Linked DNA regions of Mus musculus: all the other regions are linked to region 1. The links are chromatin contacts, called in public HiChIP or PLAC-seq and promoter capture Hi-C maps. All regions are on one chromosome and are shown on one strand. Each heading gives the region's core, a stretch centred on a gene start, on an enhancer-like site or on the middle of the called end of the contact. The rest is flanking DNA. Distances are from core to core; before and after follow the strand shown. Region 1 holds the start of Spata2 (spermatogenesis associated 2). Region 2 holds the start of Stau1 (staufen double-stranded RNA binding protein 1). Region 3 overlaps Kcnb1 (potassium voltage gated channel, Shab-related subfamily, member 1). Region 4 overlaps Ptpn1 (protein tyrosine phosphatase, non-receptor type 1).

The links. Promoter capture Hi-C pulls out the DNA fragments that hold promoters and counts their contacts. HiChIP or PLAC-seq counts read pairs in DNA pulled down with a chosen protein or histone mark.
Region 2: a contact with region 1 is called in a promoter capture Hi-C map of pre-B cells, with 4 times the contacts expected there. The contact joins the promoter of Stau1 here to the promoter of Spata2 in region 1. A contact is called at or near these places in 3 of 39 promoter capture datasets (liver, pre-B cells and second pharyngeal arch cranial neural crest), 5 of 115 datasets of contacts at active chromatin or transcription factors (bone marrow-derived macrophages, extraembryonic endoderm stem cells, large pre-B cells and 2 more) and 1 of 9 other capture datasets (liver).
Region 3: an H3K4me3 HiChIP or PLAC-seq map of bone marrow-derived macrophages shows a contact between it and region 1, with 4 times the contacts expected there. The contact joins the enhancer-like site here to the promoter of Spata2 in region 1. A contact is called at or near these places in 2 of 484 Hi-C or Micro-C datasets (memory CD8 T cells and regulatory T cells), 12 of 115 datasets of contacts at active chromatin or transcription factors (the SCID.adh cell line, acute myeloid leukemia, astrocytes and 6 more) and 2 of 9 other capture datasets (embryonic stem cells and liver).
Region 4: an H3K27ac HiChIP or PLAC-seq map of microglia shows a contact between it and region 1, with 4 times the contacts expected there. The contact joins the enhancer-like site here to the promoter of Spata2 in region 1. A contact is called at or near these places in 1 of 115 datasets of contacts at active chromatin or transcription factors (microglia) and 1 of 9 other capture datasets (adipose tissue).

The regions. Positions count from the first base shown.
Region 1 is chr2:167,491,384-167,494,139 of GRCm38.p6, reverse strand. Spata2 (spermatogenesis associated 2) reads left to right here and starts at 1,266. Exons shown (of 3, transcript NM_170756.2): 1 at 1,266-1,381. It also overlaps a transcript of Rnf114 not described here.
Region 2 is chr2:166,994,897-166,997,774 of GRCm38.p6, reverse strand. Stau1 (staufen double-stranded RNA binding protein 1) reads left to right here and starts at 1,476. Exons shown (of 12, transcript NM_001109906.2): 1 at 1,476-1,741.
Region 3 is chr2:167,100,340-167,103,039 of GRCm38.p6, reverse strand. Kcnb1 (potassium voltage gated channel, Shab-related subfamily, member 1) reads left to right here. Exons shown (of 2, transcript NM_008420.4): 2 at 1-2,700. Among named protein-coding and RNA genes, the nearest start is that of Gm39984, 22 kb to the right of the region's middle. Within about 2 kb of position 1,334, at least 115 of the 459 cell types and tissues checked have an H3K27ac peak or open chromatin away from gene starts, as enhancers often do. A contact at or near this core is called in the SCID.adh cell line, bone marrow-derived macrophages, memory CD8 T cells and 3 more, where this site is marked.
Region 4 is chr2:167,958,041-167,960,844 of GRCm38.p6, reverse strand. All of the region lies in intron 1 of Ptpn1 (protein tyrosine phosphatase, non-receptor type 1), which reads right to left. Among named protein-coding and RNA genes, the nearest start is that of Ptpn1, 27 kb to the right of the region's middle. Within about 2 kb of position 1,309, at least 174 of the 459 cell types and tissues checked have an H3K27ac peak or open chromatin away from gene starts, as enhancers often do. A contact at or near this core is called in adipose tissue and microglia, where this site is marked.

The DNA.
Region 1 (2,756 bases), core at 17-2,516:
CTGTAGACCAGGCTGGCCTCGAACTCAGAGATCTGCCTGCCTCTGCCTCCCAAGTGCTGGGATTAAAGGCATGCACCACCACTGCCTGGCTAGCAGTTTCTATGTAATTCATTCTGGCTACATCTCACCAGGGAGCTGGTATTATTATTGTTGTTGTTGCTATTGCTTTTAGCAGGTATTATGATGCAGGTCAGAGACTAAGTGGCAAGATCAAGGACACACTGCTAGTAGCCAGTTAAGTCCACACTGGGTGTCTCCCCACCCTCTTTTTTTCCTTGTTTGGAATGGAACCCAGGAAATACACACAATCTAGACAAGGGTTCTAGGACTGGGCTGCAGCTCCAACCTTTTATTTATTTATTTATTTTTTTGAGGGAGGAGCTCGATAAGTTACTCACCCTAGCTTTAAACTCACACTCCTCCTGACTCAGCTTTCCAAATAGTTAGGATTACAGAACCACACAGTGAGGTCGTCTATGAATTAATAGGAATCTACTATTTCCATTAATAATAATAATGCCCAGTTATTACTTGAGAAAGAGTTTCCCTATGTAGCAATTTCCTTTTACCTATATGAGCATGTTGCCTGAATCTACCTATGTGCATCACGTACATGCCAGATAACCGTGGAGGTGAGAGGTCAGATCCGCTGGTACTGGTGTTAATGGATGGTTGTAACCCGCCACGTGGGTGCTGGGAACGGAACCCAGGTACTCTGCAAGCAACAAGTGCAAACTGCAGAGCCCTCTCCTAAGCCTTTTTGACCCCGCCACCCCACCCCACCGGCATCCTTAACCTCCATAGCCAGCAGTAACACCCAAGGCCCTCTCCAGTCTCGCATGACCTCCGTCGTTCCTTCATTGAAATGGGATCGCAGGTCTTCCTGTCAGTCCGGGCTCTCCAGCACTGTCCTGACCAAGGGGAAGTTGATGAGGTGAAAAAAAACCCCAAGAAAACAAAAACCAATCTCCCCGCTCGCTCAGCAACCTGTTTCCATGACAACCCGGCCAGCCAGCGTCGGTGAAGCTCCGCGCGTCACTTCCAGTTAATTTGCTTCCGGGTTCCGCTCGTGCCTCCCCGCGGTCCCTAGGAGTGAGGTCCGGTTCTACGGAGAAGCGCTTGCCCTCCGCCTACTGCCGCCGCCTCTCCGTTCCTCGCGTACACCAGCTCGCCACAGGCTTCCGCCGCTCACGCCTGGGCCCAGCGCGCAGCCGCGATCCAGCCTTCCTCAGGGCCCGCCTTCGTGCGTCACTTCCGGAACAAATACTTCCGGGCTGCTTTTGCCCCCGGTACTGTTCTCGGTTCCCGGAGCCGGCGGGAGCGGCCGGGCCGTGTGGGCCTGTGCTTTGGAGGCGCTCGCTTTCCTGGCAGGCAGCGGTGGGTGAGTGCGGGTGGGGCAGGAGGGTGGACCCCTGCGCGCGCTGTCACCGGCCAGGCCCTCGGCTCTGTCCCGCGGCCGCGGCGGCTCCGGGCGGCTGGTCGCAGCACTGGCTCCCCGGTGATGGCACACGCGCCCCCGGCGCCCCCGGCGCCCCCGGGGGCAGGCACCGCGCTATGGCTCTCAGTAGGGAGGGGAGGCTGATCTAGCTTTGGATTTACCGAGTGACCTTGGCTGAGTCGCTCTGCTTCGGGATCCTTGGTCTCCCGGTCTATGGAGGAGGGACGCGGCGGCCTTCCGGGCCCGCGGTGGGCGTGGAAAGAGGACCCGGGTGTTGCACGGTGTCGGGGTGCAGCAGCGATGTTATGACAGGTCCCGGTATTTCAGTGACAGACGGAGGGGCGTTTGCGAGAGCTTGCCCAGTTTGTGCGATGCCCTGGGTTCTGACCCTAGTCCCCAGCACCACCGACAAAAGACACCACCAGTGGGAACTCCTTCCTTTGAGCTTGGGCGTTTTCCCCGCTGCCATGTCGGTCAGAGGAAGACGGCTCGCAGAGCTTGGAGTAGCCGCCACAGGTTTACATTCCCTGTAGAGAGGGGACTTGGCTCCCTTCAGAACCGAGAGAGGCTCTCCGGGGAGGGAAGCCAGGCTCCAGCACAGCCAAGGTTGTTTTCAGAGCTTTGGAAGGCCCCGGTGGCAGTGTTTCTGTAGGCTAGTAGGGGTGTAGGGCCCTTGTATTGTTTTACAGCCAGTAGGAGATGCCAGGGGTGGATCTGGGAGCCTCTTGCTTAGAATGAATGCATAGAGGTTGGGAGGAGGGAACGGTGGTAGAGCCACATCCCTGATCCTGTGTGGAGACTGAAGCTGGATCAGGGATGTGTAAACATGTAGTTGGAGAACTGGGACCCAAATAGCATGTGCCAGTATAGAGAGGGAATGCATTTCAGCGTTGCCACGGGGCTTATTTTTCTTGAGTGGGCCAGCAAAGATAAAGGTGAACCATTGCTCTCCTTCCCGGATTATTTTGGTTCTGTTTAGCTGAATTTTAAATGCGTTCAGCTTTCCACACTGGGTCCTGGCGACTGTGCGCCAGCCTCGTCTTCACTGAATTGCTTTACAAAGGGGCCCAGATAAGTGCAGGAGGTGCCACCCAGAGCCGATGGCACTAAGCATCCTTCTGCTTATGTGTTCCGGATATTCACAGAGCTTTATTTTTTTCCCCCTGCCAGCCTGGTATGGCTTGGCATTCCAGTCATTGGGTTGCTTGGAGAAATTAACAGCTTCTGTCTCTGGGCTGTCTTGCTCTCCAGTAACCAGGCTGTGTTTAGCAAAGAACGTGTTTTTTGTTGTGTTTTCTAGAGTGTTGGGAATAAATTG
Region 2 (2,878 bases), core at 227-2,726, 500 kb after region 1:
AACAAACAAACAAAAAAAACCCCAAACCCACCAAAATTGATTATTTTGTGCGTAAATACGCACATTTTACCCGGTGGGCATCTTCACTGCCCTAACTGCCTATGTGTTGCTTACTTAGCGGAGTTGGCTGGGAACTGGAAGGAACGGCTGGTTCTGGAACTCAGTGTCACTGGGTTTTACAAAAAGCAAACTAAGAAGACTTAATTCAGATAAAGGCGCCCCCCAGTGTCTCTGCAAGTCAGAGGAGGGTCTTTTTAGCTACAGCAGACGTCATCATGAATTCATGCAAAGTCAGCCACAGTGCCTTGGCAAGGAGACTGGGCTGTTAGGCATGCTATTTTTATTTATTTATTTGTTTGTTTGTTTGTGTTTCCAGACACCACCAACTGGCTAGGTTTTTTTTTTTTTCCCCTTTTGGGGTAGGGATGGAACCCGGAGTCTTGGGTATCTAGCTATGATGTTTACCTAGGTGCATCAACCACAGGCACCACTTAAAATAAGCCCAGAGGGGGGCTACAGAGATGGCTCAGCGGTTAAGAGCACTGACTGCTCTTCTAAAGGTCCTGAGTTCAATTCCCAGCAACCACATGGTGGCTCACAACCATCCATAATGAGATCTGATGCCCTCTTCACAATGTACTTACAAATAATAATAAATAAATCTTAAAAAAAAAAAAAGCCCAGAGGATGCCAGCGACTCAGCTCCCACAACCTCCGGTAAGGACCCCATCTAATTCTAAAGACCTGTCTCCCCCGCTACATAAAAGGGTTGCTACATAAAAGGGTTGCTATAGGGCTGGAGAGATAGGTGGCTAACAGTTAAGAACACTTGAAGAGGATCTACCTCACAACTGCCTGAAACTCCTACACCAGGCAGGCAACGCCAGCACTGGACTCCGTGGATGCCTGAACTCAAAACACCAAGGCAAGAAAACCCAAGCTATAAGACTAGTGAAGATGGAGCTGAGCGGTAGAAGTTTGCTTCAATCCCCAGGACTACACTAAACAAGCCCACACCAGCCTCTTGTCCACAGAACCACACTCAGTTTAGAGCTGCGGGAAAGGAACCAGACAGCACTTGTGCTTGTCTGTTTTCGGCTCAGACTTCATTTACTCTGACTTCCCCAGTAAACTCCATAAGGGCAGGGACTTGTGCATTCTCACTGTATTCTCAGCTTTCGGTCTTGCACGCAGCAGCAGGTTAACAAAAGTTAGCGTAGGGAAAAAGGGGTGACTGTAGGAAGGGAACAGAAAGCCTAGAAAAGAAAGGAAGCGAGGCCTGTATTCCCTGCCGAGACCGAGCTCCTGGGAAACTACAACTCCCAACATGCCTCGGACCCAGCGCAGCCGTGCCCGGCCCTTGTGGGCCTTGCGTGCCTAGAGAGCGCATGCGGGACGCGGCGCCCGCTGGGACTTGTGGTTCCTGCCGCGGTGTGTAGGGGGTGGGGCCGGCATGGAGGCGGGCGGGGGCCGGGGGCGGGCGCGGCCCCTCCCCCGTCACTTCCTGCCAGGCTGCGGGCCCCGAGCCGCTCTTCAGCGTTTGCGCTGGCTGTCGTCGCGTCTGTGTGCGCTCCCCCTTCTTCTGAGCCCCGGCCTGGCGGCGCCCGCCTTCGCCTCCGCCACTCCGCCTCTTCCCTCCTCTGGTCGGTCCCTTTTTCCTCGCCGTCTTCACTTGCTTCTTCACCTCCTCGCCGCCGCCCAAGACCGCCGGCCCCGGGACGAGCTCTGGGGAAGCAGCCAGGTAAGGCGGCCGGTCCGGGCCGGGTCGGAGCGGGTCGCGGAAGGACCCACGCAGGCACGGCGTCAGCGGGAGGTGGGCGGCGGGTGGGCTAGGCCTTGCGGGCGCGCGAGCCGCGGCCCAGGCCCGTCTCCGCCTGCGGGGCCTTCCCGGAGGAGGCGGGCCCTCCGCGCCGCTCGTGGGCCCTGTGCCGGAGTTAACGCGGGGGGCGCGGGCGGGCAGGGGCAGCGTCGGTCCGGAGGCCCCCCGGGTTTCGGTGCTATGCACAGTGTCGCGGCCAGTGCCGAGCCGCGGGATGAGGTGCCAATTCCCGGCTCGGCCCCCTTCGTCAGTCACTTCGTATTCTTTGTGTCTCTGTTATGAGGGGGAGAAGGAGGGGGAATAGTATTAATCCTGTCCCAACCCGGTCCCTGCCTCTTCAGGCTGTGAAGTTGTGCAGTGAAATGGGGCGTGTAAAGTGCTTATCAGTGTGCCAGACCCACGTCGTGTCCCAATAAGCCGTTTGCATAATTTATTAAGATGATATGAAGGTATAATTTAGGGTGCAGACGGAACATAAGTTGACCTTCCTTTCCACTAGGGTTTTCTCCGAGGCAGAAGAATCCCGCGTGCCCACTGGCAGTGCCTGAGCATTGTGCTCGCTTGGCACCAGAGAGGGGCGGGCGCTTAATGGGGACACTGTAGCAGACAGGGTATGGATGTAAAGCCATCATCATGTCTGTGAAACCAGCTGTAGGGACTTCACCGGCTCCCCTAGGCTCCGCACCCTGTCCCATGTCTCCCTGCCACCATCCAGAACCTTATTGCCATTCCTTTTTATGAGAAAGTTGCTGGCATAAGCTTCTCTTGGGTTTAGCAGACCTTTTTGGAGCCTTCTTGTGTGTCAGGCTCTGGAGGTGGAGTATGCAAAGATTCGAAAACCGTGGTTTCCTGGTTCGCATCTGTAGCTCTTAACTTTCTTTAGCTGAGGCCCTCCCTAGTTATCAGTTTCTCTTAAGCTCTGGCCTCACCTCCCTACTTATGGGCGAAGCTTTTATTTTGTTCCGTTTTGCGTTTTGCCCATTGTATTGTATGCCTTTTTTAAGGTCACTGTTTTCAATTGCTTGTAGCTGTAATAATTCTGTTTGCTTGCTTGCTTGC
Region 3 (2,700 bases), core at 85-2,584, 390 kb after region 1:
GCCATTGTGTGTTCTATGTTACTGTCTGTCCCAAAAGCCCGACGCTCCTCCCTGAGGCCATCTAGGCAGACGGCACAGCCAAAAGCAATAAGTACCCATGTGTATCCCTCGAGGTTCCCGTGCACTTCCTGGTGTCAGTCTTCCTGTCCAAGCGTTGACCTGGCGTCGTCCCGCCTGCTTGTGACCCAGTGGCACAGTATTGTTGGCCCTTCCTCAGTGACACCAGTCTGCGCAAATGCTCTAGTTACGGCGATGTTGTTGGTCAGCCTGTCTCTGGTACAATAGGGCAATGTGGTTTTCTTACTATAGTGTGAGTGGGTAATGTCCCAAATGCTGTAGTGTCCTCCTCCCTGTCCTCAGAACAGTGACGGGCATGTCTTCCTGATGAAGCAAAGACAATAATGGTCACCTGTCCTCAGTATCGTGTGTGGCTGGTCGGCCCAGCAGTCCGATGGCATGATCCACCCGTCAGCACACGTAGCACATCACGATCTTCTGCCTTCTCTTGTTTCCATAGCTGCGGTCAGGCCACCTGTCCCAGGTAGGATGCTAAAGGCTCATCCCACCACCCTTAAACAAAGTGTTCATGACGCTTCTCAGCATCTCCAAAGACCTGGGTCCCCCCTCCCTCCAGAGGGCACAGCTTGGTATTTTGCTGTTTTCATGAAGAAAATAAGAAGTTGACTCTGCCTCACCATCCGTCCTCAGAGCTTTCTCAAAACAGGAGCAAAGGGGCTGAGACAGTGCCGGGTCACGTGCACCAGCGGCATCCTGGAGACAGGAAGCAGGGGGGCGGGGCTCCACGGCCCCCTGCTGAGCTCTGCCTGGCGCTGGGGCCTGTGTGTGACCGGTGATCGATGATCGTGGGACCTTTCTGCTGACCATCTTCCATGTCTGTCTTTTGTGTTGCTCATAAGTCACCCATCAGCACAAATGTGAAAATTCAGGGAAACAAACAAATGCTTTTTGATAAAAAGTAAATAGTTGTGATTTCCGATTCAGATATTTTTAGAGCTATCTGTAAAAAAAAAAAAACCTCCTACTGATGATATAGTCTATTTTACATATCAGGAAGTAAACACGTCTTAACATAGCCATAAATAGCCAGAAGGAAGTTACCGCCCCCCTTCTTTAAACCAAGGCATTTCATTGGTTGGTTAAGCCGACGGCGGGTGTACAGTGTAGAAATGATTGCTTTCTTTTTTAAGAACCACTTGGTGCGACTTTTCTTGTAACCAAAGGCCCTTTCTGCCTTGTGTAGGACCTGGCTGTCCCTCCCTCTTGTGTTTTGTCTGACTTTAAAGTAGCATTATACCGAGAAAATGATGAATCCAGAATACCTTTCCTAGCTGCATAGGCAGAGTCTGACAGAACTCCTATAGAGACAACCATCAAAACAGTATAGACGAAGCAAAAGAAGAGTTTTCCATTTTGGTTTTTGTTGGCGTTTTTTTTTTTTTTCCTTTCACTTATATTTGTGTGAACTGTGGGAATATAGCTTCCCCCACACAAGTGTAACTCAAGTTAGAATATTATAAATTTTTCTACCAACCCTCCATGGGCTAAAAAGGAACACAGAGTCTCAGGCCGCATGTACCTGACCCGGGTACATGTGTTTACACGCACTGGGAAATCTTGGGTTGCCAAGATGAAGATGAATCTGACAGATGGGTCTCAGCAGTGAAGACAAGAGCCAGGGGATGGGGACAGAGGCCACTTGAACATGGTGGTCCACCTGGCCTGACCCAACCAGAGCAAAAGGAAGTGAGATACCCAAATAACTCCAGGGGCTGGAGGCGGAGATCTCCCGGTCCGGTTATGAAATCAACAGGACTATCAAAAAGCCAGCTGAATCGGAGTCCCAGCATCCACCACGTCATCAGAAAAGGCCAGGCGTCGGACTGCTGTGCGCACCTGTCGCACCGGGAAAGCCTTACTGTGGACAAGGTGAGGACAAGCCAGTTCTTTTGCCTTTTCATTTTTGGATGTTTCCAAAGCAGCAGATCTGGGGCAACAGATCTCTCTCTGGTATTCTACCTTAAGCACATTTAGATGAGAGAGAGAGTAAAGGAGGAGAGAATATTTGTCATCGAGGAGAGAGGAAACGCCAAAGTAATGAGGAAGCCACCCTTAACCTGCTCCACTCACCCTGACAGTTGCTGGGAATAGGAGCTCTTTTTCCTCCCAAGTCTCACCTTCTCTTCATCTCCTCTGTGTTCTGTAGCTGCAGCCTTGTCTCTGTCCCTTCTCCCGAGAAGATCCACATCTCTAAGGAGGAAACAAGACGCAACAGCATCCTCTTCTATACAACTGTAATGTATTGTCAATATTTATAATTATGTATTTGTCTGACTCTGGTCATGGCTGGAATGTCTAGTCCTTGAACAAGGACATATTTAAAGTTCATCACAGAAAAGGGTCCCTAAAGCCAGGTATCTCTATATAGATAGGTAGGTATAGATATATAAATAGATCTCTTTTCCTTGTTTCTCTGCCAACTTTGTCTCGAGTAAAATAACCACAGCCTGCACTGAATCAAAGGGGGATGGGTACACAGAAAAGCTTCTAGAACATCCTCGTTTGGAGACAGACTTTGTGTATGTGTATCTGACAGGTTGGCAGGAGGAAGATGGGGGCTCCGAGGCCCCCAGCAGGACAACAGAACACTCTAGCCTTGGGCGTTTCCTAACCTATTATTGT
Region 4 (2,804 bases), core at 60-2,559, 470 kb before region 1:
TACCGTAAGTATACAGCTTTTGACTCTATCCCAGCATGCTTCCCGGCACAGGGTGGAAGTGCCCCAGAGGGAACATGCATCCGAGAACACCCATCAAGCCCATCCTAACTGCTGCAGAACGCACACTCCTGGGGCCTGGTTTGGCTTCTGCAATTGTCGCACACAACCTCCTGACAAGATAATACCAAACTGGTTACTAAAACAGATCCTGAAGCAGAGAATGGAGAACAGCTACCGCACTGACTGTTATTTCCAATATCCAGCCCCCACCCAGGCTCATGCAAGCAACACTGGGAATTCAGGGACCACAAAAAACAAAAGCAAAACAATCCCCACAACATGGAAACAGGAGGGTGTCTTACTGGGAGGAGGAGGGGCTTCCAGGCAGCACTGAGAGGTCAAAGTGACCAACATATGTAATACATCCGTGTGAAGTTGTTGATAAATGAAAAACAAAAACCCCACATGTAAGTAGAATTCGGGGACTAGCAAGTTCCTCTCACTGGCCAGTCTCGACTCCTCTCTAAATGGCATCTGAGTTGAGGGGCTGGCGTGTTACTTGATAGTGTGGGAAAATACTGATTCTCAGATAGTCAGCTGAGAGACTGAAGGAAGGAAGGGCAGATAGACCGGGCAGTGGGGGCTGAGAGGCAAGCACTTCCTGGAACCCAGGCGCAGCCATGGCTGAGAGCACACACGCTTGTCTCTGGCTCACCTAAGATGCTGTGTGTAAGCACCTCAGAGTGGTGAGTGCACAGCAGATTTTATTAACCGGGTCTAACTACAAAGGAGAAAGAAAAATTTTGTGGAGCAAAGAACAATCAGAATAGATAGATCACCAGAGGCTGTCTTTGAATGGAAAACAATACTTCATTCTTTGTATCTTGCTTTGTTTTGTTTGAGACAGGTACTTACATATTACATAGCCTAGGCTAGCCTCCAACTCCCTATGAAGCTGAGGATGACCTTGAACTAATAATCCCAGCAGACAAGCGCTGGGAGTCTGCACAAGCACACCTGGTTTACTGAATAACTACAGGGGCAAAATACCCAGGCTGCAGCTGCAGTCACAGAGAGGAACAGAGGTGTGGGTGTGGGCGGTGGTGATATGGCTTCAGAGAAGCAGCAGTTTCGGAGAGGCTCCCAGAGTGGACTCCAGGGCTTCAGCACTGTGCTGCTAACAGTCCTCCTGCTTGTACAGCTGCTCAAAACACCTAACCCTTAAAAATACCAAAGTGACCTCTGTCACTGCTGATGACCTCAAGCCATTTACAAGAACAAGCCACTTACATAATTATGTTAACAATGACTTTTGGTCCCTAAGGACTGATGTGGTTTTAGCACTGAGAATAACAGCTTTGAGAGGCTGAACTGGCTGGGGGTGGGAGCGTGGATATGAATGAATGGCTTCACACTGGTGAAGTGACCCTGGCCCACACTGCATTTAGAAGCAGCATTCTGAGTTCAGTGTGGCAGGCCAGAGCGTCGGGCTGCCGCTCACCTTACACAGATTACACGGGTAACTAGGATGACACACTCGCAGTTAGACTTGCAAGTGTCCCTGGCTTTGACCCTAATTTTTACAGCCCTTGATAAAGACATCACTTACATTTTCTGTTAAATGTCATGAATTCCACCTTGGGCAGAAATCAATAGGGAGAAAATGAATCAGACTTACAGTAATTGATGTCAATCAAACATATTGGAACCAGTGTCTACTAAAATGCTGAGAACCACAAAACTGTTCCCGTAAGAGAACTGGCTAAAAAAATCGACTTTCACTTCTGTTTTGTTTACCTTCTGCTTTCTATCAGGCCAGTAAGAACTTCACCCGGCTCTTGGCTGCCTGCCGGGGGACAGTGGGACAGTTGACTAACAAGGAATTGGCAGGCATCTGCAAGAGCAATATCTACAATTTTCCTGGCAGGAACCAGTCTGCCCACTGTGTTTCCTCCTTCCAAGGTCCCAAGGGAGAGGCCACATGAAACACCAGTGACATCCCTGATCTGAAGTGACAGTGCTCTCCTTCCGCAATGGATGGATGCTCCCTGCATACTTAGCAGTGTGAACGAGCAGAAAACAGCTCACTAAAACACAACAATGTTGGTCAAGATTTTCCCAAGTCCCTGGAAAGCTGTGTGAGGCTCTGCTAACCAGAACCAAGAAAAAGGCATATGAGATACTCACTGGCCACCTTCTTCTAGAGGCCACATGCTTTCCTACCTGATGTGAGAGACCAAGGATGAAGGAGGCACAGAGATGAAGGCATGATAGCACTGGAAGGAATGGATTTGTGAAACCACAAAAATGAAGTCACAGGCTGGAGAGATGGCTCAGGGGTTAAGAGCACTGACTGCTACTCCAGAGGTCCTGAGTTCAATTCCCATCAACCACATGGTGGCTCACAGCCATCTGTAATGGGATCTGTTATCCTCTTCTGGTGTGTCTGAAGACAGCTACAGTGTACTCATATAAATAAAACAAGTAAGTCTTTAAAATAAAGTCCCAAGCTGGGACCGAGAGGCTATTCTATTCCAAGCAAGCAGGCAGGCATGAGGCTCCACACAGGCAGGCGTTCCTTCAGGCCATCCAGACGCAGCCTGGCACTGTGCCCACACCAGGAAGAGACTCTTCAGATCTCAGCTGTCAGCCTACATGGAGAAGTGCAGGTGACCTTTCACGTCTAGGCAGAACACAGGACTGTATGTCAGGCATGTATACACTCTAAGAATCCCAACATTACAAGGAGACAGAAGTATGTCAAGTTCATGAGCTACCCAGGAGGACCCTGTGTCAAAACCAAA